Linked DNA regions of Sus scrofa: all the other regions are linked to region 3. A link is a contact called in public Hi-C and HiChIP or PLAC-seq data. All regions are on one chromosome and are shown on one strand. Each heading gives the region's core, a stretch centred on a gene start, on an enhancer-like site or on the middle of the called end of the contact. The rest is flanking DNA. Distances are from core to core; before and after follow the strand shown.

The links. A called contact is a pair of places that touch in the nucleus more often than the background predicts. HiChIP or PLAC-seq counts read pairs in DNA pulled down with a chosen protein or histone mark.
Region 1: a Hi-C map of embryonic fibroblasts shows a contact between it and region 3, with 3 times the contacts expected there. The contact joins the promoter of FADS1 here to the promoter of BEST1 in region 3. A contact is called at or near these places in 8 of 47 Hi-C or Micro-C datasets (embryonic fibroblasts, epiblast stem cells, fetal liver and 5 more) and 2 of 2 datasets of contacts at active chromatin or transcription factors (alveolar macrophages and skeletal muscle).
Region 2: an H3K27ac HiChIP or PLAC-seq map of alveolar macrophages shows a contact between it and region 3. The contact joins the promoter of FEN1 here to the promoter of BEST1 in region 3. A contact is called at or near these places in 16 of 47 Hi-C or Micro-C datasets (alveolar macrophages, blood, brain and 11 more) and 2 of 2 datasets of contacts at active chromatin or transcription factors (alveolar macrophages and skeletal muscle).

What each region holds. Positions count from the first base shown.
Region 1 is chr2:9,732,852-9,737,296 of Sscrofa11.1, forward strand. FADS1 (fatty acid desaturase 1) reads left to right here and starts at 2,574. Exons shown (of 12, transcript NM_001113041.1): 1 at 2,574-2,753. The coding sequence starts at 2,574.
Region 2 is chr2:9,753,988-9,758,360 of Sscrofa11.1, forward strand. FEN1 (flap endonuclease 1) reads right to left here and starts at 2,876. Exons shown (of 2, transcript XM_003122627.5): 1 at 2,635-2,876. TMEM258 (transmembrane protein 258) reads left to right here and starts at 2,983. Exons shown (of 4, transcript XM_003122626.6): 1 at 2,983-3,093. The coding sequence starts at 3,091.
Region 3 is chr2:9,549,051-9,553,228 of Sscrofa11.1, forward strand. It overlaps BEST1 (bestrophin-1), which reads right to left and starts at 1,925. Exons shown (of 12, transcript XM_013994220.2): 1 at 1-1,925.

The DNA of each region.
Region 1 (4,445 bases), core at 1,324-3,823, 180 kb after region 3:
TGCGTAAGTGGCATGTAGGCTGGCAGCAACAGCTCCAGTTGGATCCGAGCCGCATCTGCAATCTACACTGAAGCTTGCAGCAACTTGGGATCCTTAACCCACTGAGTGAGGCGGGGGATCAAACCTGTGTCCTCATGGATGCTAGTCAGGTTCATCATCCTGGGTTAAAGGATCCAGCGGTGCAATGTAGGTCACAGACGAGGCTTGGACTCCAAGTCACTGTGGCTGTGGTGGCTACAGCTCCAACTTGACCCCTAGCCTAGGAACTTCCATATGCCGCGGGTGCAGCCCTAAAAAGACTAAATAAATAAAGTTTTTAGAGGTTGCCCGGCTAGCACAGTCGGTAGAGCATGAGACTCTTAAAACGTATAATATTTTACTTATATGTACAAAGACTCCTTTTGAGTCACAAGGGTAAATTCCAGCCCCAGATGTCCTATTTTTACTTTTTATTTATTTTTTATTTTTTGTCTTCTTCTAGGGCCGGTCCCAGAGATGTCCTATTTTTAGATGTATGGCTCTCTCTCTCTTTGGATCTCAGTCACCCTATCTGTAAAACAGCAGGTTTAATACACTGGTCTGTAATGAGTCTATACCACAGTAAGTAGACAGCTGCATTAAGGAAATCCCATAAGTCCATCCTCCATGAGCCCCTTGCTCCCCACCTCCTGTGTTATACACTGCTAAATTGTTGGGAAAAGTCTTTTTTTTTTTTTGGCTGCACCCAGGGCATATGAAAGTTCTGGGACCAGGGACTGAACCTGCACCACAGCAGCCACCCAAGCTGCTGCAGTGACAATGCCAGGTCCTTAACCAGTGCACTACAAGAGAACTCCCAAAGTCTTTTTTTAAATGGAAATTTGGCCTGCACAGGGGCAGCTGCATGGACCATCACTTCCGAGCAAGGTGCAGTGGCCTGGCATCTTAACTGGAAGCCAGGCCATCTGGGTTTCCCCGTGGGAACTTGGAAAGTCCCTTCCCCATTCTGAACCTCAATTTTCTTAACTCAAAAAATGAGGGATTTGGGTTGGAGGAAGGTCCTTTTCTACCAGATATCTAGCCATACTTCTAGTTTCCTGACCCCAAGGGGCAAAGACTAGCTCAGTGCACAGGATAAAGTTTGGCCTCCTTTCCCTTGGCTGCGCAATTCCACTAGTACAATCAGAGGAGAGACAGCAGAGCTAAGCAATCAGAGCACAGATCAGTTCTAATCTCCGTCCTGCCACTTACTGGCTGTGTGACAAAAATACTTAACCTCTCAGCAGTTCAATTTCTCCATCTGTAAGTGAGGTCCTTACCTCATAGGATTGTTATGAAAATTACATGTTTGCAAAACACTAAAAACAAGGCCAGGCACATAGTAAGTGCTTTGTAAAGGGTTTGCTGAATAAATAAAATTTTGCATGTAAACTGAGTCTCTTTGCAAAGGCAACAGTTTCTTGACTGTCCCCCAGCCTCTGTGTGCTTCCTCATCCCTTCCTAAAATTCAGAGCTCTGAGCCCTGATCTCTCTACTTCAAGGTCTCCTATGGCTCCCAGGTGCCTCCAGGATGGAGTGGCGATGCCTCAGCTAGAAGACCCAGGTTCTTCACACAGGGCTTCCCAGAGGTCTGGAGATGCGGGGCCACTTTCTTTTATTTAAGAATCTCAGTTAATTGAAAAAAGAACAGAAATAAAACACCAACAAGCAATAAAAGGCAAATAGGAAAATTGCGGGGCATTTTAAATGTTACACTGAGCAAAGTAAAGCATTAACCACCCCCGCCCCACCCCCAATAAACCATAATTCTGCTTTACAAGATAACTGCCAAGGGTTCTCTGACTGTTAATTCCAGCCGCACAATTGGTAGAGTGGCATGGCGAGGAAGCGGGAGTTCATCAGGTGGCTCTCAGGCAGGTGGGCGTCTGGAGACTGGCGGGGGGGTGGGGAGCAGCCCAAAGACCAGGCCCCTAGGACAGCCTCCTGTCCACCACGCCGTCACTGAAGCCTCCAACCTCGAACCTCGCGAGGCTGGCAGGCTTCCCCGGCCGCCAGGCGGGCCCTGCGCCCACCCACTCGGCTCGGCCTCTGCCCCTCGCCGCAGGCGGAGCCCACGCCTACCCTGGAAGCCCAGGGCGCCCCCGCACTGGGTGCCGCCTGGCCCGCTCCCAAGAGCCTCCACAGGAACCGTTATTCCGCCCGCGACGCCCCCTGGGAGCAAAAGTCGCCAAGTCGGGAAACAGGATCCCTCTGCGCCCCCGGCTGCGGGCCCGCGAGGTGGCGCGCGCCCCCGTTCAACGCCAGCCTAACCCGACCCTCCGGCCGCGGCCGCCGGCGCGGGGCCGGCGGAGGGCGGGGACTCGCTCCCCGCGCCACGCGGCTGGACCAATAGGAACGCGCGCAGCGGGGCTCAGCTCCCACCGCCTTGGTTGCTGAAAAGCCGGCGCGCGGACCGCGGGCTCAGGGTGCGCGCCAGCGGACCGGCTCCCCGAGCACGCGAGGCCGGCGCGCGCTGCCCCGCGTGTCCCGTGCGCGCTCCTGACCGCCCCAGCCCGGCTGGCGCGCGGCATCTCCTGGCCCCAATGGCCCCTGAGAACCCGGTCCAGGGGTCGACCCCGCGCTTCTTCACCTGGGAGGAGGTGGCGCAGCGCACGGGAAGAGGCAAAGAACAGTGGCTCGTGATTGACCGGAAGGTGTACAACGTCACCAAGTTCACCCGCCGGCACCCCGGGGGCTCCCGGGTCATCAGCCACTACGCGGGGCAGGATGCTACGGTGAGCGCTGCCAGACCTGGGCATGGGAGGAGGCAGGGTCCGGCGCCCGGGGCCGGACACTCGGTGCGCGAGACAAGAAGTTTGGCAGTCAAGGCCGAACACTCACTAATTCCAGGAAAAGCCGGGAGGCGCTGGAGCGTACCTGTTGCTAATTGATGGGGTGTGCTGCGGGCATGGGATGCAAGGGCAGGAGTGAGCCTGCGAAAAGTGGAGTATGGAGTCTGGGGAGTGGGAATGGAGGCCGGCAACGTGCATACCAAACAAAGGGCTGAGCCTCGGGTCGGTACGCTCACTATGTGGCCCCCGAGTCTGCGGTTTTGAGGCGTGGGCAGGCCCCGGAGCTGGGCTGGGGTGGGATGGGGCGGGGAGGCGGGACCCCGGGGCCTCCTGTACCGCCGAGACCGAAGGAGGAGGGGTCAACGGCAAAGGGAGGGATTTTTTTTTAAGTCTTTTTAAGGCCGCACTGGTAGCAGATGGAGATTCCCAGGCTAGGGGTCGAATCGGAGCTGTAGCCGCTGGCCATAGCAACACCAGATCCTAGCCGTCTGTGACCTACACCACAGCTCAGGGCAACGCTGGATCCTTAACCCACTGAGCAAGGTCAGGCAGGGATCGAACCTGCGTCCTCATGGATGCCAGTCAGATTCGTTTCCGCTGAGCCAGGATGGGAACTCTGAAGAGAGGGATTCCTGACCTGGCTTGGTGGCTGGGAGGGGGCCGCAGCCGCGTCTGGAACGAGTGTGCCCGACAACACTAGCGAGCAGGACAAAGAACAAGGGAACCGCTCTGAGAGACACAGCTGAGATGGGAAGCCACCTGGCACTCACTGGGTGAAGACGAGAGGGTGGGTGGGGAGGGGGCCACTGGCCGGAAAGGGCTAGTGCCTGCTCGTGCACAGGAAGGAATGAGAGCAGCGGGCTGAAAATGGGGGCCTGCATTAGTGTACACTTGAGCGAGGAGCCCCGGATTGGTCCTGGAATTCTGTGGGGAGGTCACTCAGTTTCAGGCCACCAGGGTCTCCAGCTATTCGTGGCAGCGGACAGCTGAATGCATTCCTGGGCCGGAGGCTCAGTGCGGGGTCCGCATCCTGCCTCACTGGGCCAGCGCACACCCCAGACGGCATTCTACTTCCCTCTCTAGACAACCTGTTCTCAGAACTAAAGCGCCTAGCATCTCCCTTCTGGGTTGGAGAACTTGGGACCCAAAGGTTGGAGCGTTCGCTTCACTGAGACCCCTCTCCCGATATCCTTCTTCCCATCCTTTGCCTAGCGGCGTGACCCCTTACACTGTCCCCAGCTTTCGCCCTGCCATCCCGGAGCGCGCCTCGGGCCGCTAAGGCTCCCGTTAGGTCGCGTTGGAGCCTAACCGGGTGAGGGCCCGCCCCTCCTTCCGACGCAGCAGGCCGGAGCTTGTGCTTGTCTCCCTAGTGACCACTGGGGAATGCAGGCAGCGGCGAAGGTGTGGACTAGCGCATGCGTAGATAGAGCCAACGCCGGGGCTTCCTGCAGTGTGATTTGGGGCCGGGGCCGGCCGTGGCGGGACCGCGATTGGTCCGGATGTGTGGTGCCACTGGCCGCCGGCTCCGCCCTAGCTCCCTCCTCGCTGCTGGCTTCCCCTTTAGGGCCTGAGGCTGTCTGACTTTCAGGATGTCCATTTCTTTAGTCTTTGAGGACCCCCTTCTTGCGTAACCAA
Region 2 (4,373 bases), core at 1,626-4,125, 210 kb after region 3:
GCAATCCCACCAACTGCACGCCTTCCGCTAAACAAATTTAGCACAACAAAAGGACCCAGGTGGGCACTGCAGAAGAAAAGAACAAGACAGGGCTCCCATCCTCAAGAAACTTCCCAGGAAATCCACTGCATTAACACCAAGGCTTCCTGCATATCGGGCACTCGACTGGATGCTGAGAGGACCAAGATGCTGGTGCTGTGCCTGAGGGACGTTAAGTGCAAGTGGCTGAGGCGGCAACAGGGCCAGAGTGCAGATCGGGCTAGAGTGAGGCCAGAGCAGAGGGCCTGGCCCGGCCCCGAGGAGTCCAGGGATCACAACGGCAGAACTGAGCCCTGAAGGACAGGCAAAGCCTGGTCAGACAAAATCGACATGAGACAGATAAAAAAGCAACCCAAATACGCAGCTGAACATGTCAAGTGGTGAAATAAACTCGGGAGTATCTGTCTTCCTGCCCATTAGCGAACCACACATCTGTTCCTCCTTTGTACCAGGGACCAAACACCTCCAACTCACAGTGCTGTTAGTGTGACGTGTCAACCTGTCAAGGCCACAGTATCTAGTTATTTAACTAAACACTAATGCAGGTCTTGTCGTGAAGGTATTTTGTGGGTGTGGTCACCATCTCTGTCAGCTGACTTTCAGGAGCCTGCCCTCCATAACGTGAGTAGGCCTCATCAAAATCAGCTGAAAGGCTGTAAGAGCAAAAACAGGTTTCATGAAGAAATCCTGCCTCAAGACTGCAGCATCGGAGTTCCCTGGTGGCCTCGTGGTTAAGGACCCGACATTGTCACTGCTGTGGTGCAGGTTCAATCCCTGGCCCGGGAACATTTGCATGTCAAGGGTGCAGCCTCCCCAGAAAAGACTGCAGCTGCCACTCCTACCTGCCCTGTGATTTTCAACTTTTCACTCCAGTTCCTTAAACTGGGTCTCTTTACATATATCCACATTCTGTTTCCTCTTTATTCTGTTACTCTGGAGGACAGAGCAGCTGGCAAAAGTAGCATCCGAATGGGAGTGCTGTGGCTTCTGCAACACCACCTGGATCTCTCTGCAGTAACCCTTCAGCACTTCCACCTCTAACGTGATGCTGTTTTAAGTCTGCCACTTCCACATTTTCTCTCCACTGCTAAGTCTGAATTGTGAGCTCCACAGCTCCTACTCCACCCCAGGTCCCGGTGCAGGGGCCTGCATGCTGGAGTCCCTCAGCCCAGAACTGAATTTCTGTGGTCCAGGCCCCTCAACAAAAGATTTCCTACGGAAGTATTTCCCAAACTTCAGTCGGGCCTAATCCACCCTCACAATTTTCTGCCACTTCCCACTAAAACCTGTACTTTCATTCACTTAATATTTTTCATGTGGACACCATCTTCTAAAAACTAAATTGAAAAAAAAGAACTCATCTTAAGTAATAATACCTGTGTTATATCAGTTATAACTCAATACTTTTAAAAAGGATGTTGAGGAGTTCCTGTGGTGGCGCAGAGGAAACAAATCCGACTAGGAACCATGAGGTTGTGGGTTCGATCCCTGGCCTCGCTCAGTGGGTTAAGGATCCAGCATTGCCGTGAGCTGTGGTGCAGTTCGCAGACACAGCTCGGATCTGGCATTGCTGTGGCTGTGGTGTAGGCCAGCAATTGCAGCTCTGATTTGACCCCTTGCCTGGGAACCTCCATGTGCTGCGGGTGTGGTCCTAGAAATAATAAAATAAAATAAAAAATAAAATAAAAAGGATGCTGAAGGCACCACTGGCACTGTGTCCAACACTCAAAGAAATAGTACACTAGGCCTTCTAATTGTTCCCACTCGTCCTTCACAGGGTTCTTTCTAAAACATAAGGGACTTACAGCATCAAGATCTTTCATGCTGATTCCCAACTTAACTTTACACTCTTAGAATCGAAGAGAAAGGCTGGTCTAAGGACCGCCCTGTCTCACTTTTGCTCGGCGGTGCCTTCCTCCCACCATCCTGAAGCCCTTTTCTTCAATGTCCGTCTCACCTAGTTCTCACCTGCGAATGGCGGTGGCCTTGAACCCAGGCACCAGCACTCACCACCTCGGTAATACCATTATGTCACTTAGTCTGTGACGTTACTAAGCCATTTAGGTTTGGTTTTCTCATCTATCAAGTATGGGAACCATGCCTGCCTTGCAGAATTACTGTCAGAGTTAACTGAGGTACCAGACAAAAACCCCTCCAACAAACGCTAGGTGCTCTATAAAAATTCCCCCTCCAGAACCCACTCGATCCTTCGGTTCAGGCCCCAACCTATCTGCTTTGCTAGAATGTGTACCCAGGAGCCAGTGCCTCGTTAGCCGAGTATCCCACCACCGAGGCCGACAAAGGCAGGAAGGAAAGGAATCTGGACAAGTGCAGTTCCAAAACTGTCTCTCCTCCAGCACCTAAGTCACCATACAAAACGACTCCAGGAGGTGGGAGTTATTATCCTTCTTCTACAAATGAAGAAAGAGGCTCGGGGGTTCAGCGACTGGCCCCAGGCTCACAACGGAAAGTGGCGGGCCCGCCAGATGGCGAATCCCGCGCTCCCTCCGTCCGGCGCACGGCAGCGGCCGGCCTTCTCCAGCACCCGGCGCAAAGCGGGCCCGCCGCTCTCGAGGCGCTTCCCGCGGGTCTCACCTGGCCTCTGGGACGTGAAGCCTCGGCAGCTGGCGATTGCTCCTGTGTGGCCCAGGGCCGACCTCAGCCCAACTCGCTCCTCAGCCGCGGGTAGCCTCTCGCTCCGCCGCCTTCCAAAGCCCGCGCTCCCGTCACATGACCTACCGCGGCGCACAGCCTCCTGGGAAGTGTAGTACAGGCCCCGGAGCCCTCGGCCTGCTTCTCTCAAGACAAAGACTCCAGCCAGGGTGAACAGGCTCGCTCAGCGACCCGACCCTACCCTTCTCCACCACTTGTTCCCACTCCACCCCGGGACCCCGCCGGCCCCAGATCCCGTTGCCGCCCCCCACCACAGGACTACAAATCCCACAATGCCACTCGCGCAGCTGCGCTTCCTCTTCCGGCTGAACTGCGCGCCTGCTCCTGCCGACGTGTTCTTCCGGTGGCGGAACGGCGGTTTACCCTGTGCCCGGCAAAATGGTGAGAGGATTGAGAGGTGTTTCCCACAGGGCTCTGGGGACCCCTCGGGGCTCGCCCCACAGCCGGTTTCTCTCGCAGAGGCCTCAGGCGCCCGAGGTCCAGAGGGCGGGAGGCTCCTGGATCCTTCGGCTTGGGCTGAGGGGCGGGGAAGGGAAGCCCCTTGCCGTAGACTCCGTAGGCTGTGGTTTTGATCTCACTAGGTTTCAGATCTCCCGATTTAGAAGCGTGGGGTGCATTTTAAAAACCTTGGAGTTTTGATTTCTGTGACGTGTATCTGGAAAGTTTTTCCCCCCTGTGGAACTCGTGCTTATCCTACACGGCCCTGGGCAAATGTCACCTTCTTGATGAAGCACTTCCAGCTGTCTCGGGCACTTGTCCCCTCTCTCCTGGGAGCTCCCACAACCTATGTACCAGCCTTTTGCCACGTGTCATGTACTTCTTTGTTATCTGCCACGCCTACTAGTGACCACCAGCTGACGTGCCTCTAGCCCTGGGATGATGTCTATTCATCTTTGTATTCCCAGTGCCAAACACGGGGCCTGCAATTGGAGGGTCAGTCAATGGCAGCGATTGTCTTTATCATTTGGGGGGGTGGGGGGACATACATGTTTACTGAATTGAATTCCAGTGTCTCTTAGAACAATGGGGTCAATTTACTTCTCTAGAGTTGTTATGTTCTGGATTTTAGAAGCGTTGGGCGGTGGGTGACAATGGGAGTTAACATTTGTGCAGAACTTTACGTTTTACAGCCCTCTTTCACAGGCATTATCTCATAATTTGCTCTCTAACCTTGGGAAGGAAACAAAAAGCCATTAAGCAACTACTCCATGCCAGGCAGTGAGTTAGAGGCTGTGACGTTTGTCATCTGCCTTAAATCATACATCAACCTTGTGAGAGAGAGATTATTATAATCCCTTTACTGAGACTCATGTTTACTCACTAGAGCCAGAATTATAACTTAGGTCTTTTGCCTGTAGATCTCAAGATTCCTTACTAGTGCAGGAGTTGAGATCAGGGTACCAGTCCAGTTCTGTCTTCCAGCAAGGATTCTTAGCTTGATACCTACAGACATGGGTCCATAAAACTTCTCAAACCATAAGCAAAATTACAAATTCCCCCGTAGTGGAGCGGGCTGCGAAGCTGGAGTTGCTGCCACTGCAGAGAGAGTTCAGCCCCTGGCCCGGGAACTTCCACATGCTGCTGGTGTGGCTAAAAAGAAAAAGAGCTTTGGAGTTCCTGTCGTGGCTCAGTGGTTAACAAATCTGACTAGGAACCATGAG
Region 3 (4,178 bases), core at 675-3,174:
AATATATTTTGCGGGCTATCTGCTTGTTCACTGCCTATTCCCTCCTGGCAATGGAAGCCCCTGTTGTGTTCTCACAGGTGCTCAGTAAAAATGGACTGAAGCAGGAGTTCCCACTGTGTTGCAATGGGATCCACAGAGTCCTGGGAGTGCTGGGACGCAGGTTCGAGCCCTAGCCCAGCAGTAGATTGAGGATCCAGCATTGCCACAGCTATGGCTTAGGTTACAACTACAGCTTAGGTTGCCACTGCAGCTCAGATCTGATCCCTGGCCTGGGAACTCTGTGTGCCATGGGGTGCCCCCCCGCCAATTTTTTTTTTTTTTTTACTGAAGCAATGACTGGCACCCCCCTCACCTGCTCTGAGGCAGTCACACTGCCTGTCTCTGTGCCCGGTTCACACTAAATTCATTCCCACTTCAGGGCCTTTACATGGATACACAGGTGCCTGCACACCTGCTCAGGTGCTACCTGCGTGTATCCATCACGTACACAGATGCGGAGACAGTCATCCACCCTAAAGGCCCTCAGCGCTCCCAGCCCAGCCTGCTGGCTCAACCCTACTCACAGATGGGGCTCCAGGCCGGTCAGGCGATCCCACAAAAAGTCTGGCCACAGACCCTGTGGGACTCTCTGGGGTCCTGTGGCCAGTGCCCCTGCTCACTCTTAGGGGCTGGCACTGCCCACGTGTATGCTAAGCAGTCACTTGACTCCCTAAGCCAGGGCCTCCACAAAGGAGAGCTTGTCTTGGCCCCTCCTCATAATCTGCTCGTAAGCAGCAGGGAGGCGAGTCCAGCCGGGGCCCTCTAATTCCTTCCTGGGGGGAGCGGGGCCGAGCTGAGACCAGAGCTGGAATTGGGGGCAACTCTCAGGGCCATCCTGCCATTTCCTCTGGGTCCTAAACTCCAGAGATGGGGCCAAGGAGTGTGTCGGGGGGCGGGGTATCTGTATCTGACCCCCGAGATCTTGCAGCAAGAGCTGCGGGGAGAAGGGGTGAAGCTTTGGGCCTCATCTCCCATTCCAGGAGCCATCCAGAGAGGGCGGCGTCTGCCTGGGCCCTGTGGGCTTTGGCGGCACTGTAGGAACCCCTAGGAACGCTGGACCACCGTCAGAAGTCCCGGCTTCTAGTCCTGGTTCTGCCACCTGGTGTGGTGACCCTGGGTGGGCCTCTGCTCCTCTCTAGGCCTCAGCGTCCCTCTCTGAAAAGAAAGCTGTTGCTTTAGAACCCCAGCACTCCAGTAAGATGACCGAATTCAGCATATACGCCCGAGGAGCTCTGATTGGCTGCTGATGACATCATAGGTTATTCGGGCTGTCATTGGCTGGCAGGGCCCAGTTCGTAGGTTGGTTCAGAGCTATGGAAGGAGAAAGGGGTCGGGGGGTGGGCTGCTGTGTGGGGGCCGGGCATGGTGTACGATGACACAGCAGCTCTGGTGTTTGTGCCGCTGGCTCCCAGCCAGCCGGGGCAAGATGGAAATATGTGCTCAGGTTCCCAAGGGCAGCTGGTTAATATCCAGCAGCTGCTTCCATGCATTTTAATACCTCCATCCATACGTGAGAACCCTCCTAAGCCACTGAAAGCGAAACAGCAGTAGCCCTTGGTCTTCTGTGGCCGGAAGAATGGCTTGGAATGTTTATTAAACATGCAGCTTCCCAGGATCGTTCTCCAGCGTCTGATTCTGCAACCTGAGAGATGCTGCGTTTCTAACAGCACCGTGAGGATTACAATACCGGTGGTCTTTGAACCACACTTTCCGGAAGCGCGGCTTTACAGTATGACCTTGAGCCTTAAAATAAATCCACTCCTCCCTCCCCCTCCCTTCTTCCCGCCTCCCTCTCTCCTTCAATCCCCTTTTCTACTCACCCGCCCCCACCCCCGCCCCATACTCCTTAGCATTAATAATGCTGAGATTACGGGTGATTTTCGTGAGCATCTTTTTTTTTTTTTTTGTCTTTTTGCCATTTCTTGGGCCGCTCCCGCGGCGTATGGAGGTTTCCAGGCTAGGGGGCTAATCGGAGCTGCAGCTGCCAGCCTACGCCAGAGCCACAGCAACGAGGGATCCGAGCCGCGTCTGCGACCTACACCACAGCTCGCGGCAACGCCGGATCCTTAACCCACTGAGCAAGGCCAGGGATCGAACCCGCAACCTCGAGGTTCCTAGTCGGATTCTTTAACCTCTGCGCCACGACGGGAACTCTCGTCATTTTTAACTTTACAATTCGCTGCCTGGAAAAAGAGATTATTTCACAACGACCCCGGGTCCTTTTCTAATCGCAGCAAACAACCACACCCTTACTGTTATAACGGAGTCTCTTTAAGATCAGGGAATGTCTTAGGAGTTTTTGCTGCATCCCCCACTGCCTGTGCTGGGGGAGATGTTTTCCCATCGCTGTCCTCAACCGACCTGCCCCGAGCCTCAGTCTTCTCATCTGTGAAATGGAACACCCACCTCGGGACCCGGGTGAGAAGGATGGTTGGAAAAACGTTTTATTCAGCTTTCCAAACCAGAGTTCTGCCTGCTAACTTTGCCTGCTGACTTTGCCTGGGCAACATCTAGGGAGGGTGCCTCTGCCTCACTCTCCAGGTTCAACTGGTCCGGGTGGATCCCTATCACTGGTATTTTTTCAAGTTCCCCAGGTGAGTCTAGCGGACAGTGTGGGTTGAGGTCACTGCTGTGAGTTTTCCTATCCTTGCAGCCCCTCTTCCCCCACCAACCCGGACCAACACTCAAGAGAGAGCTTCCCATCTGGCAGATGATTAACAAATATATTTTAAAAATACAATCGAAACATGTCTGGTACCACGCTTGGCCTGCGGAGGCTCATTCTGTATGAGCTGGAATGAATGGACCTCCTGCCTTTGTGGAGTCAGGTTCCTGCATCCCCTGAGGTGGCCACTGGGGGGCGCCCTTGACCAGCCTGATCATTGGTCAGAGTCTGGATGGTGGAGCAGGTGCTGGATGATGGCACCATCTCCTTGACCCTGACCAGCAGCTACAGAGCCATGAGAGGGTGTGGGGAGACACTGGAGTCCTCCCTCCCTCTCCCTGATCTGCAGGTTCCTTGGCAATACCCCCGCCCCCCACGCCACATTCCCAGCAGGACCAGCTGACTGTGCAGCCCAGCCCTCCTTGCCTCCCAGATGCCCCGGCATGTCCCCAGGGATACCCCATGAGGGGCTGCTCCTGGCCCCACCCAACTGCGAAAGACAGGCACAAGCCAAAGTCTCTCCCCTTGGGTCTCAGCCATGAAAGTGTCCCCAACCAGCCCTGCGTATCTCAGGCACACAGAAAGGCCACAGCACACACGTATCGACCCAAGCCATGCTTGGACGTTTGCGCCCCAGGATGGACCTCTGCAAGGATAGGGCCAAAGCCCATCAGGGTCGGGCTCCTCTGCTTTCCATTAGCAACGTCGTCAGTCAAAAACCATTTCTGATGCCAGGGTGAGTCTAATCTGATTCTTGCCTCCAAGAATTTACCGTCGACTAAAACCCAGGGAAACATTTAACACAGAGTGGGCAAGGCCTAATATCTGTGCCAGGGAAACTTGTACAGAGATGGGAGCATTTGGGCTGGGTCTTGAAGCATGAGTAGGAGTTTGAGTTGAGAAGGGTGGAAGAGCATTACATATCAGGGGAACAGCCCATGAAAAGTCACAGAGGTCTTATTGAAGGATGGTTCAGTATGGTATTATTATCCACGTTTTCTAAAGGAGGATGCTGAGTTTCAAATCCCACCTTGTTCAAGGTAACACAGCCACCAAGGGCCAGGTCGGAACTGGAATCTGGGTCTTCTGATTCTGAATCTGTGCCTTTTCTACCACCCATCACTGCCTCTGCCATGGAGGTCAGTTTCTGAGCGTAGACTCTTACCTGTTAGGGCAGTGGTCTCTGTTGGGGTTGAAGGGATCTCCAAGGGATGGGGAATGCACAGAAGAGACTTTGACAGCAGTAGAGCCTGTGCTCCCGAGTCCCCCAGCTGAGAGCCATCTCCGGGGGCAGGCAGAGCAGAGCTGGACAGATGGGTGGAGGTTCCAGAGGCAGAATGCTATGGCCTTCTCATCTGGGATCACCATGGCAACAGGAGCATCACAGAGGGCCTGCCGCTGTGCCCTTCCAGGCCCTGCCTCAGCTGGGCAGGAAGGAGGGGATCCAGCTTGGCCAGGGGCAGTGGCAGGGGGC